2 separate regions of the Danio rerio genome follow, and region 2 is linked to region 1. A link is a contact called in public HiCAR-type data. All regions are on one chromosome and are shown on one strand. The core of a region is the stretch at or near the end of the contact, and the rest is flanking DNA. Distances in the headings are between cores, read along the strand shown.

The links. HiCAR-type assays count read pairs that join an accessible place to other places.
Region 2: a HiCAR-type map of caudal fin shows a contact between it and region 1, with 4 times the contacts expected there. The contact joins the promoter of LOC563017 here to the promoter of selenow2a in region 1. A contact is called at or near these places in 5 of 18 Hi-C or Micro-C datasets (caudal fin, embryo, hematopoietic stem cells and 1 more) and 1 of 4 datasets of contacts at active chromatin or transcription factors (caudal fin).

What each region holds. Positions count from the first base shown.
Region 1 is chr3:18,897,292-18,903,502 of GRCz12tu, reverse strand. It overlaps selenow2a (selenoprotein W, 2a), which reads left to right and starts at 3,954. Exons shown (of 4, transcript NM_194417.3): 1 at 3,954-4,040. The coding sequence starts at 4,012.
Region 2 is chr3:19,183,964-19,190,174 of GRCz12tu, reverse strand. It overlaps LOC563017 (neurexophilin-1), which reads right to left and starts at 2,610. Exons shown (of 2, transcript XM_686381.8): 1 at 2,168-2,610. The coding sequence starts at 2,221. LOC141381177 (a long non-coding RNA gene) reads left to right here and starts at 5,802. Exons shown (of 4, transcript XR_012400923.1): 1 at 5,802-5,999.

The DNA.
Region 1 (6,211 bases), core at 2,705-5,204:
TTTTTTGGAGACTCGCTCTGAATGGATAATTTAAAGTTTTTTTTTTTCATAGCTATTGTCGTTTACAGCAATAATATATTTCTATCTTTAATTAGGTAGTGTTAATAATAATAAATAAAATAATAATTAGCATATCACATGACTATTAACCTACAGAAGAGAGCAATGAATGTGTATACATAACTTAGCTAACAAAAGCCATTGTGAACCCCAGTGTTAACAGTAATATTTGAACTTAAGGTTTGCGGCTAAATCTCTTAAAGAAATGTTCAAATTTTGAAATATTGAGACATTAAGCAGCAATCCATTTAATCATTTTGCAGGCATAATAGGAATGTTAATGTTGGCTTTTCTCTGAATTCTTAACCAATAATAAAGTAGCATTTAAAAAACCAGTAGACAAATGTGCAACTATATTCCCAGAAGAATGTTTCCCAGAACTTTCTGAGAATGTTTCTTGTTATCAGTTATCTCTTTCTAGTAATTCCCCTCAGCGTTAGCCATGTAGATTTTATTCTTTTAATCATCATTTCTCATATTTTCATCATCATTTCTTGGCATTTGGATACACCGGACTATTACACCATTTGTTCATAATAAGATAAAAACGTTGGAAACTAGAAATGAAATAAAGCTGAAAATGGGATGCATCTGCGCCTCTCGTCCCTCTCAAACTTTTCACTTGTCCTGTCAGAACGACTGCGCTGTGGTGTCAGTTGTGAGCCCTGTATGACATCATCATAATGAGCCCATAATGGTGTAATGCGGCTCCAAATCACCATGTCTCATCTGAAAACCCACCTGGTCCTTAATAACAAATGACACAGCAAATCAGTGCACTATTCTGTGAATATGTTTTCAGGGGTGAGTCATCGGCAGAGGCGAGCCATGTTCAATCTTTACAACAATCAAGCTCATTTTAACAAAAGATTTGCCCTGTTATGTGCTTTTTTTACACAGGCAACGACAGAGCAAATGATCTGTTCATGTTTGAGATCTCTTGGTACTGTATGTTCTCTTTATGTCTGTGCCTCATGCATGTTGTGTATGAAATCCCAACTCTGATAACATTTGAAATAAATTAAAGAAAAACTATACACATGATGCATAAATAAAAAAATAAAATGTCAAATTTTTGTTTTATTTGTGTTTTCATTTTCTTTTAACATTTATTTATACAAATATTTTTTTAGAATAAATAAATACATTTATGGAGATAAATGTCCAAAGAAAAGAGAAACACATAAGTAAAAAATTAAATGACATTTTATTTTGAACAACCTTTGTAATGAACAGCAATATATATTTCATAATTACATGCCTAATAATTATTTTTTTTATTTTAAACTCCAAGTTACAATAAAATATTTATACCTAAATTTGAACTTTGATTGCTTTGAAATGCTCAGCTTTTTTTTTTTTTTTTGATGGTGTACTCGTGAAATGCTGTGAAGTTCTGCAAACAATCATATTGTACATTAATTTACAGATCCCATTTTTTGGGATTTACAATTTTTATTTAGGGTTAGAAATTGCATTATGTGAAGCTGATCTCTGCTCTGCCATTGTTTGAAGTTCAACCCTGCAGTTTAACAAATTGACTTTTATTGACAATTTAGCTTGAATTGATGAATTGTATAAGAAAAATATATATAGGGAATTGGGTCCATACAATAATATAAAAAGGCTCTAGAAGTTTTATTACCAGGCTTTTTCAACACCAACCCGGACAATATACAACTTCACTATTAAAAATGTCAATAAAAGTCTTTTACAGAGTTTTCAACAACAACTAATGCAATTCAAAAGAATAAATACATGGGGAAAAAAAGAAAGCTTAATTTGTGGATATTTAATATTTTTGTTTGCTTGTTTTTTGTACATTTAATTATTTCTATATTTAAATTTTTGTCTGGGGCGACACAGTGGCGCAGTAGGTAGTGCTGTCGCCTCACAGCAAGAAGGTAGCTGGTTCGAGCTTCAGCTGGGTCAGTTGATGTTTTTGTGTGGAGTTTGTATGTTCTCCCCTCGTTCGCGTGGGTTTCCTCCAGGTGCTCCGGTTTCCCCCACAGTCCAAAGACATGCGGTACAGGTGAATTGGGCAGGATAAATTGTTCGTAGTGTATAAGTGTGTGTGTGTGTGTGTGTGTGTGGATGTTTCCCAGTGATGGGTTGCGGCTGGAAGGGCATCCGCTGCGTAAAAACGTGCTGGATAAGTTGGTGGTCCATTCCGCTGTGGCAACCCTAGATTAATAAAGGGACTAAGTCGACAAGAAAATGAATGAATGAATGAATGAATGAATGAATAAAATTGTCCTCCATAGTGTATGAGTGTGAATGGGTGTGTATGGATATTTCCCAGAGATGGGTTGCAGCTGGAAGGGCATCCGCTGTGTAAAACATATGCTGGATAAGTTGGCGGTTCATTCCGCTGTGGCGACCCCGGATTAATAAAGGGAATAAGCCGAAAAGAAAATAAATTAATAAATGCTTTTCAGGCTGCAATTCACCCAGGGTTATCTATCTTCATGTTAATAATATTACTATTAACTTGAGGCAAAGCAAAATTTCATACCTGTAATTTAGAAGTGATGTTAGCACAGCTTTTTACTCATTGTTAATAGCTAATTTAGGCTACATTGTTAACTCTGCATTATGGTGCCAAATTAACAATATGTCATTAACATGCAACAATTGATGCATTTTTATAAGCACTAACCTAAACACCGCCACTTTTTTAAACTTTCTTTTCTATCTATTTAGTTAAAAACTTTGGTCCTGTTTGGGTCAAATGTGGACAAACTTAACTGTTGGCCCAACTCATGAAAAATTTTATATATTTATATGATATATTTATAGTAAATAACAATGTTTTTTAACTAGCTATACCAACTGTATTATACTGTATATAATATAGTATTTACAAAAATATAATATAGTATTTACAAAAATCATGAATGCCGAACCATACTTTAACATTAACTATAGTGACCTGATCAACTGTAATAATATGCATTAGTTTTTACTACAGTAAACTGTGGTGCGTTGTAATGTAATGTATAGAGCGAACTGGCTAACTTGATTGCTACTGTGATTGTAATACTACAGCACATACATTACTACCACAACAGATTATTACAACAACACTCAAAGATCTTAGACAATGTTTGACAGCCATAATTTATTTCATTTTGAAATAAGCTGTATATTGAGATGTGGTGGAATTGACATTTGTTCAGTTCACGATGGAAAAAATGGTTCTCTTCTTACATTTACATCTACATTTAATCATTTAGCAGACGCTTTTATCCAAAGCTACTTACAAATGAGGACAAGGAAGCAATTTACACAACTATAAGAGCAACAATGAATAAGTGCTGTAGGCAAGTTTCAGGTGTGTAAAGACAGTGTAAGAAGTAAAACATTAGTACAGGTTTTTTTTTTTTTTTTTTTTTTTTTTGTAGTTAGTGGAGGAGTCAGAGGGAATTGCATATTAGTAAGGAAAGTGGAGACAAAGTTTGTCCTCTTTGTCCTGAAAGTGGAGACTAAGTTTGTCCTCTTACAGATCTTAAAACTAGATAAATTGTTAAAATTTATGAGGCTATGTTACATTAATTTTCAACAAGATTTTTTACTCAACTTTACAAGGGTAAAAGTGCCTGTAGTTGAAGAATGGCCCATGTATTCTTTTAGTTTATCTTACAGCGGTACCTTCTAACACAAACCGGCTCTCTACTGATTATTAATTACATGGTTTTCATTCGTAAGTCGTTGTGGATGTAAGAGTCTACCACCAAATGATGTCATATGAAAGGTAAAATGTCAAACCAATATAAGAATGTTGGGTTTAATTGGTTAATGCCTGCTGCCATCGTGTGGATTTCGACGAAAGGTTTCTACTCTCTGTAGCGCTGCCTCTTCCAGCCGGTAGTTGGCGCTGGAGATTTAGATTTAAATAAGCGGTTTCACAGACGCGGAAGCAGCAGCACGCAGTGACGCAGCTCTGCAGATATGGGTGTACAAATAAAAGTTGAATATTGGTGAGTGATTTCACAACAAATGCATTAGTAAATGATGTGAATGTAATGTGATTTACAGACGCCTTTCTGCAACTGAGCACGATGTTCTGAGAAATTGGGTGACGTAGATTATCTAGATCATGCTGTGTGCTAGCTCTGCTCTTTGTTATTAACGCAAATTTACGGATAAATGGGATAACAGTTTGTCATGCGTCCGTTTAACACAGGGCTGTTATTTAAAATGACCAATGAGGCTCGAATAAGTTATTATAATGTTAGTTTGGTAGAGAATTGTTGTAAATTTGGACCTGGTGTTGGAGATTTAATGCTCTATGCTTAATACCTTCTCTCTTTAAATATATATATATATATATATATATATATATATATATATATATATATATATATATATATATATATATATATATATATATATATATACACACACACACACACACACACACACACACACACACACACAGTGGTGTAAAGTAACTAAGTACAAATACTCAAATTACAGTAATTGAGTAATTCTTCTCAGGAATTGTAATTTACTGAGCAGTTTTAAAAATGTGTACTTTTTCTTTCCCTTGAGTAAATTTTTAGTGCAGTATCAGTAGTTTACCTACTTTCCTTCAACCTTCAGTCACTACTTTATTTTTTCCTGTCTATGGCGATTAGAAAAATCAGTCCTGTAATTTCTGTCCAATTAAATCACACATAGAAATCTCATCAACTACCTCAAGACATGGTTGATTTATAATTGAAGCAATCTGTTTGGAAGCATTAAAAGTGTCCAAGAAGATGTCAAAATTCTTTACACGCATTGACCCAGAGAATGTCTAGATGCATGTCACTGATTAGAAGATGATGGGTGTTTACGGTATGATGACCGAAATGGCCTTAAACACCCGTCAGGCACAAGACATCAACATTATGTCGGATTGAAGTTGTACCCCAACGTCATGAACGTTGCATTTTCTTTGGAAATAAAAATCTGGTTGACGTCAGAACTCAAAGTCAGGCCAACGTCAATGTCCAACGTCCAATCTAAAATCTATCAAATATCAACATCTGATGATGTTACAGCTTGACGTTGTGTGGAAGTTACCAATGTGACCTCTATCAGACATTGGATTTTTTTTTGCCATAAATAAATGTCAGTATTTGATGTCAATAGGATATTGGTTTAAGATGTTGGCTCGACGTTGAATTTTGGTCACTTTCTAACAACATAAAATCAACCAAATATCAACGTCATTATTGGACGTTATTATCATAAAAACATTGTCATTAGATGCTGGCTAGGCCTTGAATTTTGGTCACCTGACATCACAACCTAAACCTAACCTAATAACCTAATATTAACGTCTTATGATGCTCTGTCGGCTGGGCAATAATTAAATACACTACAGAATGTTACGTTTACACACATTCATAAGTTACATGTAAACGCATCAGCTTTTCACAGTGTAATACTCGCTACTCTTCAGTACTTTTAAAAGGTCTAGTGTTTACTCATACTTTGAGTAATTTTTACAACAGATACTTTTACTCTACTTCCACTACTTTTTTAGGCAAGTAATGCTACTTTTACTTGAGTATGATTTTTCAGTACTCTTTACACCACTGTAAACATTTATTATTAATATATAAGCATTTTTTAACCCTACTGAATAAATGTACTTTTTTGTTTACTTTTGTTTGCTCAGAAAAAAACAATGAAGGTATGCATTTTTAAAATAAAATTCAACTTAAAACTAAATGTTATTATTTTATAAATGCAAATCAATCAACCAAATTTAATTCTGTAGGTTTACAAACAGCTGAAAAGACAATCGTTTTAAAAGGTTTGTATATTAGTGCAAAATTATGTGTTTAAATGTTACTTTTTCTGTAATTTTGAGAGTGTCTGCAGGGTTTTAAAATGTATTTAATTTCTAAAACAAAATTTTAAGCCCTAAAAAGACTTAAATCCACTGAAATATTGGGTTGTAGGTCTTAAATCATTTTAAACGGGTCTTAATTTTTCTATGTTGATGTAAAGCTACACCTATCCAATTACTAACATTCTGTCTTAATAAAAGTTTTAACAAAAGTTTATTTATTAACTTTATTTACTAATATGGTTTAATTATCTTGCCTAAAATTACAAATGTTTTTAATGTTTTTTTATGTTTTAACTGGGACAT
Region 2 (6,211 bases), core at 1,361-3,860, 290 kb before region 1:
TTTACGTTCTTGATCACCTGTTTCTAAATGTTCTGTCTCTAAAAGTGAAAGGGGAAGTATCCCCCGCCCCCAGTTGCTACGCCACTGCTCGAGGTACTACTGTGAATTCACTATTAGGTACAAATACAAAGCTTTTGAAAAGGTACGGCCCAAGTGACAGCACTTGTGCCTTTACTTCTGAGAGTGTTTATATAAACTAAGTTTACATATTCTATCATTTGGCTTGCCAAATTAACTTGCCTAGTTAACCCAATTAACCTAGTTACAGTAAGCCTTTAAATGTCACTTTAAGCTAAATATTAGTATCATGAAAAATATCTAGTCATTGTTATATTATGTACTGTCATCATGTCAAAGATAAAATAAATCAATTATTAGAAATTAGTCAACTATTATGTTTAGAACTGTGTTGGGTGAAAAAAAAAAACACGTCTTTTCGTTAAAACAGAAATTGAGGAAAACATACAGGGGGCTAAAATGCAGGAGGGCTAATAATTCTGACTTGATCTGTACATTCTGTGCATTTCTGTCAGGATTGACCCCCATCAAATCCAAACTTCTGTTACAGATTAAAAGAAATGTGACCTTATTAAATGTCCTCTTCCCAGCATCCCCTCTCAGTTGATTACATGTAAGTGTTTTGTAATTAATCTAGGGAAGATTTGTCATGGTTATTAGTTGTCCGCCCCCTTCCGAATGGACAAATGTAAGTAGCCAAATGGGAGGCTTTACAGCAGGAGGATGGATTTATTTTGTTCTAATGCAACATCCCACCGAAGCTCCCTGTATGAGACATAATTACACTCAACAAATGAAGAAATCCTTGTTTGTTGTTTAGATTTCCAATTTTGATGTGTATCCCCCCCCCCCCCTTTTTTTTTCACTTTAATGGCAACATTTTTTATTATCCCTGCTGAATACAAGAGGATTAAAACGTGTCAAAGAAGAAGTCATGAATTATTCCAGCTACACAGCAGATAATTGTAACACAGAGACTGCTAGAGGGGGATTAAATTTAGACTGCGGGTGTTAAGCTATAACACCCTCACAGCAGGTGCATAAAAAAAACAGGCAGCCATACGCAACCTGTGCTCTAAAGTTAAAAGTGTGGATACCCCCAGCATATTTTACCCATTGATGTCAACAGTGTAAGGCTCTCTAGAGTCTGCCATAATAATTACTGACTCTCCAAGCAAGAAATCTTTGCCATCTCTCTCAGAAATACCAAAGAACAAATGCGCCCAAACTGTTACTTTTAAATTCCGTGCCAGTTGTCAGGACTATTTTACTTTTTTTTTTTTTTTTTTTTTTTTTTTTTTTTTTTTTTTTACTTTATTTAGAATTGTCGGACTCTCTTGTACATTTTTCTCTTAATGGAAAAAATAAAATCATCATTTTAAAAGAATCAAAAAGCTTCTGATACCTTGATTGTTTTTTCCGATCTTGAATTAGTATATCAGAGTAAAGCTTTTGTAGTCAGTCATTGCAAATAATAATAATAATAATAATAATAATAATAATTATAATAATAACAAGTAGCCTAAATAAAAAAAATTACCGTGAAGATCCGTATTTAAAAAAAGTATTTTAACCTGCTCCATTCACACTTTTTCCAGAATTGCTTTCATTCTGCGCTTTGCTTAGTGCTGGCAAGTAATTTTGGTCTAAAACTTTATACGAATTCCTCAAACTTTTGCTTAAGACCAATATTACCCATTGTTAAAATAATTTTCAGCAGTCTTGCCTATTTGTTATTACTTAAAGTTATTCTTAATAAAACTCACTGGTACACCCTCGTAATATTATGACTATGACGCCACTGTTTATTCTCACTGTACTCTCCTCTCTCTTTCCTCTGCGCACACACAAAATACACAGAATGGGCATGGGACCCCTTGCGCGCGAAGCGAACCATGACGTTCAAAAAGCAGTCAATACGCGCTCGAGCGAGTCCATCCAGAGCTCGCGCCCTAAACTCCCGCCCTCAAGTGTGAAGCGCGAGCGCACGGTGGAAGACGGTAACGGTAACCCCTTGACGCGCAGGTGACGGCCACGTAAAGCGCACCACTCAACCGCTAACCGAGTCCCCTTTCGGTTCAATAGACACCGTACTGAAACTTAGGCTATATCACCCCTTAGACCTCAAATCACCCTCATAGTCGCTCACCAAGCACGCTGTCCCGTTGAGGAGCAGCAGGATGAAGCCGTGGTCGGAGCGCATCTCGTCGGTGTCCAGCTGTCGACAGCTCTCCGTTCAAGAAGCCGCGGTTCCTCCGGTACCGTATCCAAAACAGGCGAGACCCGGTCCCATGTCCAACAAAAAAAGTCAAGCGCGCGAGCTCTCCTCGAAGTGGGAATCCCACCTGCTGTCTGTCACAGTAAACTCCCGCTACTTGGAGCGCGCCACATCCAAAGCTGTGTGGTAACTGACAGGACACTTCATCGCTGCCATCTGCGCACACTTTGCTCCGTGTTGTGTTGCGGTGTGAGGCGAATCATCTCCGTTATCCGCGCTTTTATGTGCTGGTGACGGTTTAGGATCCCAGTGCGCGAGCCTGACCGGAGCGCAAACTCCTCGAGCGTCGCGCACATCAGTGCATGCAGACTGGCAGCAGGACTCCTGCACGCGCTGACGTTTTAAACCCCCCTCTCTCTTTTCATCGTCAGAACCCCCAATCTTCCTCTCCCCTCTTTCCCTCCTTCTCCCCCTCTCTCTTTCTCACATACACACGCATACCCAAAGCTCCAAAACGTAACCCATTTATTTTTCTTTCTTTCTTTTTTTCTTTCTTTCTTTCTTTCTTTCTTTCTTTCTTTCTTTCTTTCTTTCTTTCTTTCTTTCTTTCTTTCTTTCTTTCTTTCAACCCCATTCTATCGAAAACGAAACGAAACGATTAAATTGAATCACAATTAGTTCAAGCCTTGTAAGTTCTATTTGACAAATAATTCACAGTGTTTGGTAAATAATGCACAGCATATTGGGGGATCTCTGTTATTTCTACTACCTAGAACATCAAATACAGTTGGTCAGTCTGATATCATTCATTATCATGTTCTGAATACAAACAACGAAAACCTACACCCATGATATGTACAAAAAACCTACTATGTTAGAGGTTTTTTTTTTTTTTGTATAATCATTCAAATAATTTTTATCTGAGACACCATGCATTGCTAATTGCAGTGTACACTGATTATATATATATATATATATATATATATATATATATATATATATATATATATATATATATATATATATATATATATATATATAAAGCTTGTGTGAACAAGTCATATTCTATTGTGTGATCAACTCCTCAATTACAACCAGTACATGTTTGGACACTGAAGCGGTATTCCACGTCTTAACTTGTGGATTATCTAATTTTTGCCTGTTTATTTTGGATTCACATTAGGAGGATTTTTTTATTTTTTTTATTTTTTTACATTTAAAAACAAATGAAAAACAAAACAAAAATATTTTGACATGACAGGTTTTTGTTTACCATGTTCTGTATGACATTAAAGGGATAGTTGAACTAATTTTAAAATGACCTCATCATTTATTCTCCCTCATCTGGTTTTAAACCTTTATGAGTTTCTTTCTTCTGTTAACTAACAACAAAAAGTTATTTTAAAAAATGCTGGTTGCTGGGAGCCATTATGAAAAAAAACATGGCAATAAGCAAGGCAAGAGGCTGCATATGGCCTCAGTTAATCTTAGGGCCCCCAAATAAAAACCTAGAAGTATAAATTGTTCCTATACATTTTGTATACATAATTTTCATAATTTTGCAAATGCGCAAATGTGTCCCCCACCTTCAATCATGGAGCAGTCCAGCAGTCAAATTAGGAAAGATTTAATTTTAAAATTGAAATAGTTTATATATCATTTTATTGTGAATCCATTTTTAAGAAAACTAATCATTTAAAACATTTTGCATAATGCTTTACATGTTGTTATTATTATTTTGCATGGAGACAAAATTTAGAAAAGGAAATTAAGTGTTATTAGAATACAAAACAGCAAAATAAATCAATTACAAATAAATTAAAGTACAAAAGGTGCATTTTAGAACTTTTGGTCCCCATGGCCGGAATTGCTCAGGGCCCCCAAATCACTAAATCCACCCTGATGGTAGTCAGTGGATGCCAATAACCAGCATTCTTCGAAATATCTTCTTTTGTATTTAACAGAAGAAGAAAAAAAGCGAAAATATGTTTGAAACAAGTGAAGGGTGAGAAAACAATTACAGCATATTTATTATTGAGTGAACTATCCCTTCAGGTGCATTTTTTTTTAAAAACCTATTGATAAGCAACAGAAAGATGTCCTTCCCTCACTGTGCTGACGGCAGGAGCGTCACAGGTTATTAAACCTGATGCCGATGGTACCTTGTCACAAGGTGCATGCGCTTGTTATTGGTTTGTCTGAGTCGATGCACCTCTGTTATCTGTTTTGGGTTATTTGCCTCTTCTTTTTTTCATCCAAGATGCTCTCCTCTCCACCTAACTGGTAATTGGCCCTGGGAGAGGCCTGGTATGCGTATTGTGATGCGATTTGTTTAGTTTTATTGATTTGAAACAGCCCGGCATCCTCTGCCTTGCTATGTGAGTCTAATATGAAATCAGATCACTTGTTCTAAAGCCAACTGATCACCACACGTTTGTTGCCAATATTTATTTTCTAGTCTGTCTTTTTGCCAGTAGTGAGTGATAATCTTTTTAAATGTCATTACTTTTTCTTCTTTTTTTCTTTCCTAATCTGCATATTGATCTTTACATTTTGTCTCTCAATCTCCAGGGTTTCAATCAGAGAATTTGACCCTTTGCCCTCTTGCCTTTTCATCACCTAGCCAGCGCAGACTTGCACTTAATCATTCACACACACACAGCTTCAATGCCCATTAATATTATCTGACAGGGGATGTACAATGACCTTATAATGTCAGAGGTCACACACACGTGGTACATTAAAGCAATAGACTCATTAACTCTTTTTTTTTGTCTGCAAATCAACCATTTCTACAAAAATAACCTTTAATATAGTAATGAAACATAAATAAATCTAACTGTGTGCATTTCTTTTTAAAGGGAGATCATCTTAAATGGCTTCACAGGATTAACGCTATTTTTTCTTATGTTGACTATATGAAAGGAATAGTTCACTCCAAAATTAAAATATACTCACTTTTTACACCCCCTTAAGTGGATCTAAAACATTACAAATTTCTTTCATCTGTTAAACACAAATGAAGACATTTTGAAGTAAGCTGAAAACATGAAACCATTGACTTCCATAGTAGAAAAACAAATACTATGGAAGTTAATGGATACAGGTTTTCAACTTCTTCAAAACTTCTTTTGTCTTTAACAGATGAAAGACAGTCAAATAGGTTAGCAATTAGTGAAGGACAAGTGGTCCAAATGACGACGGAATTCATTTTTGGGTAAACTTTCCCTTTAAGAATATGCTTAACAATTATAGATTAGCAAAGAGAAATGTAAACTAGACACGCTTCATACCTTTGTCGACCTTTCTGCAATATTCAGAGAAATTATGCATAAGGATAATGTTACAGGCCATGCGGTGTGTGTCTGTGATAGAAAGAGATAGTGTCTTTGTTGTCTGTCTGCGAGCCTGCATTAGTGTAGGGATCAGGACTGAGGGCGTTAGTGGCTTTATCTCGTTTCACAACACTAATGTCATTTGAGTGTGCTGTGTGGGAGACGGTGGTAATCCAATGAGGAGTTGCTGCGTCTGTGACGAACAATGGAAAGGCCTCTAGCGCCATCTTGTGTCGAATCTTGTTAGTATGGCCTTTTTGGAAACTCGTTGTAAATACGTGTTTGATCAACCACGCTTCTGAAGGACCATCATCCTGCAGTTTAGCTCCAATATTTTCTTAAACACAAACCCAGTCCTAGTTTATCTCGTAATCCACAATTTTGTGACTTCAGTGCTCGCAGAAGTGTGGCAGAAGTATGTTTTGAGGGTGAGTAATGACTGCAAACACGTTTGAAAGGTAACATATAGGTTTGGACAAACACGGCTGCTGAGAGCAATCCAATTTCACATGTGCACATGAAGTGTGTTATTTGAGTTTAGGCCACAGTTGTGTTCTCTAGAGCCTGGATACATTGACTGAGTTGTTTGGATGTTTAATTAGGGTTCTAAATGGCAATAGTGGCTCTCCAGAAACATTTT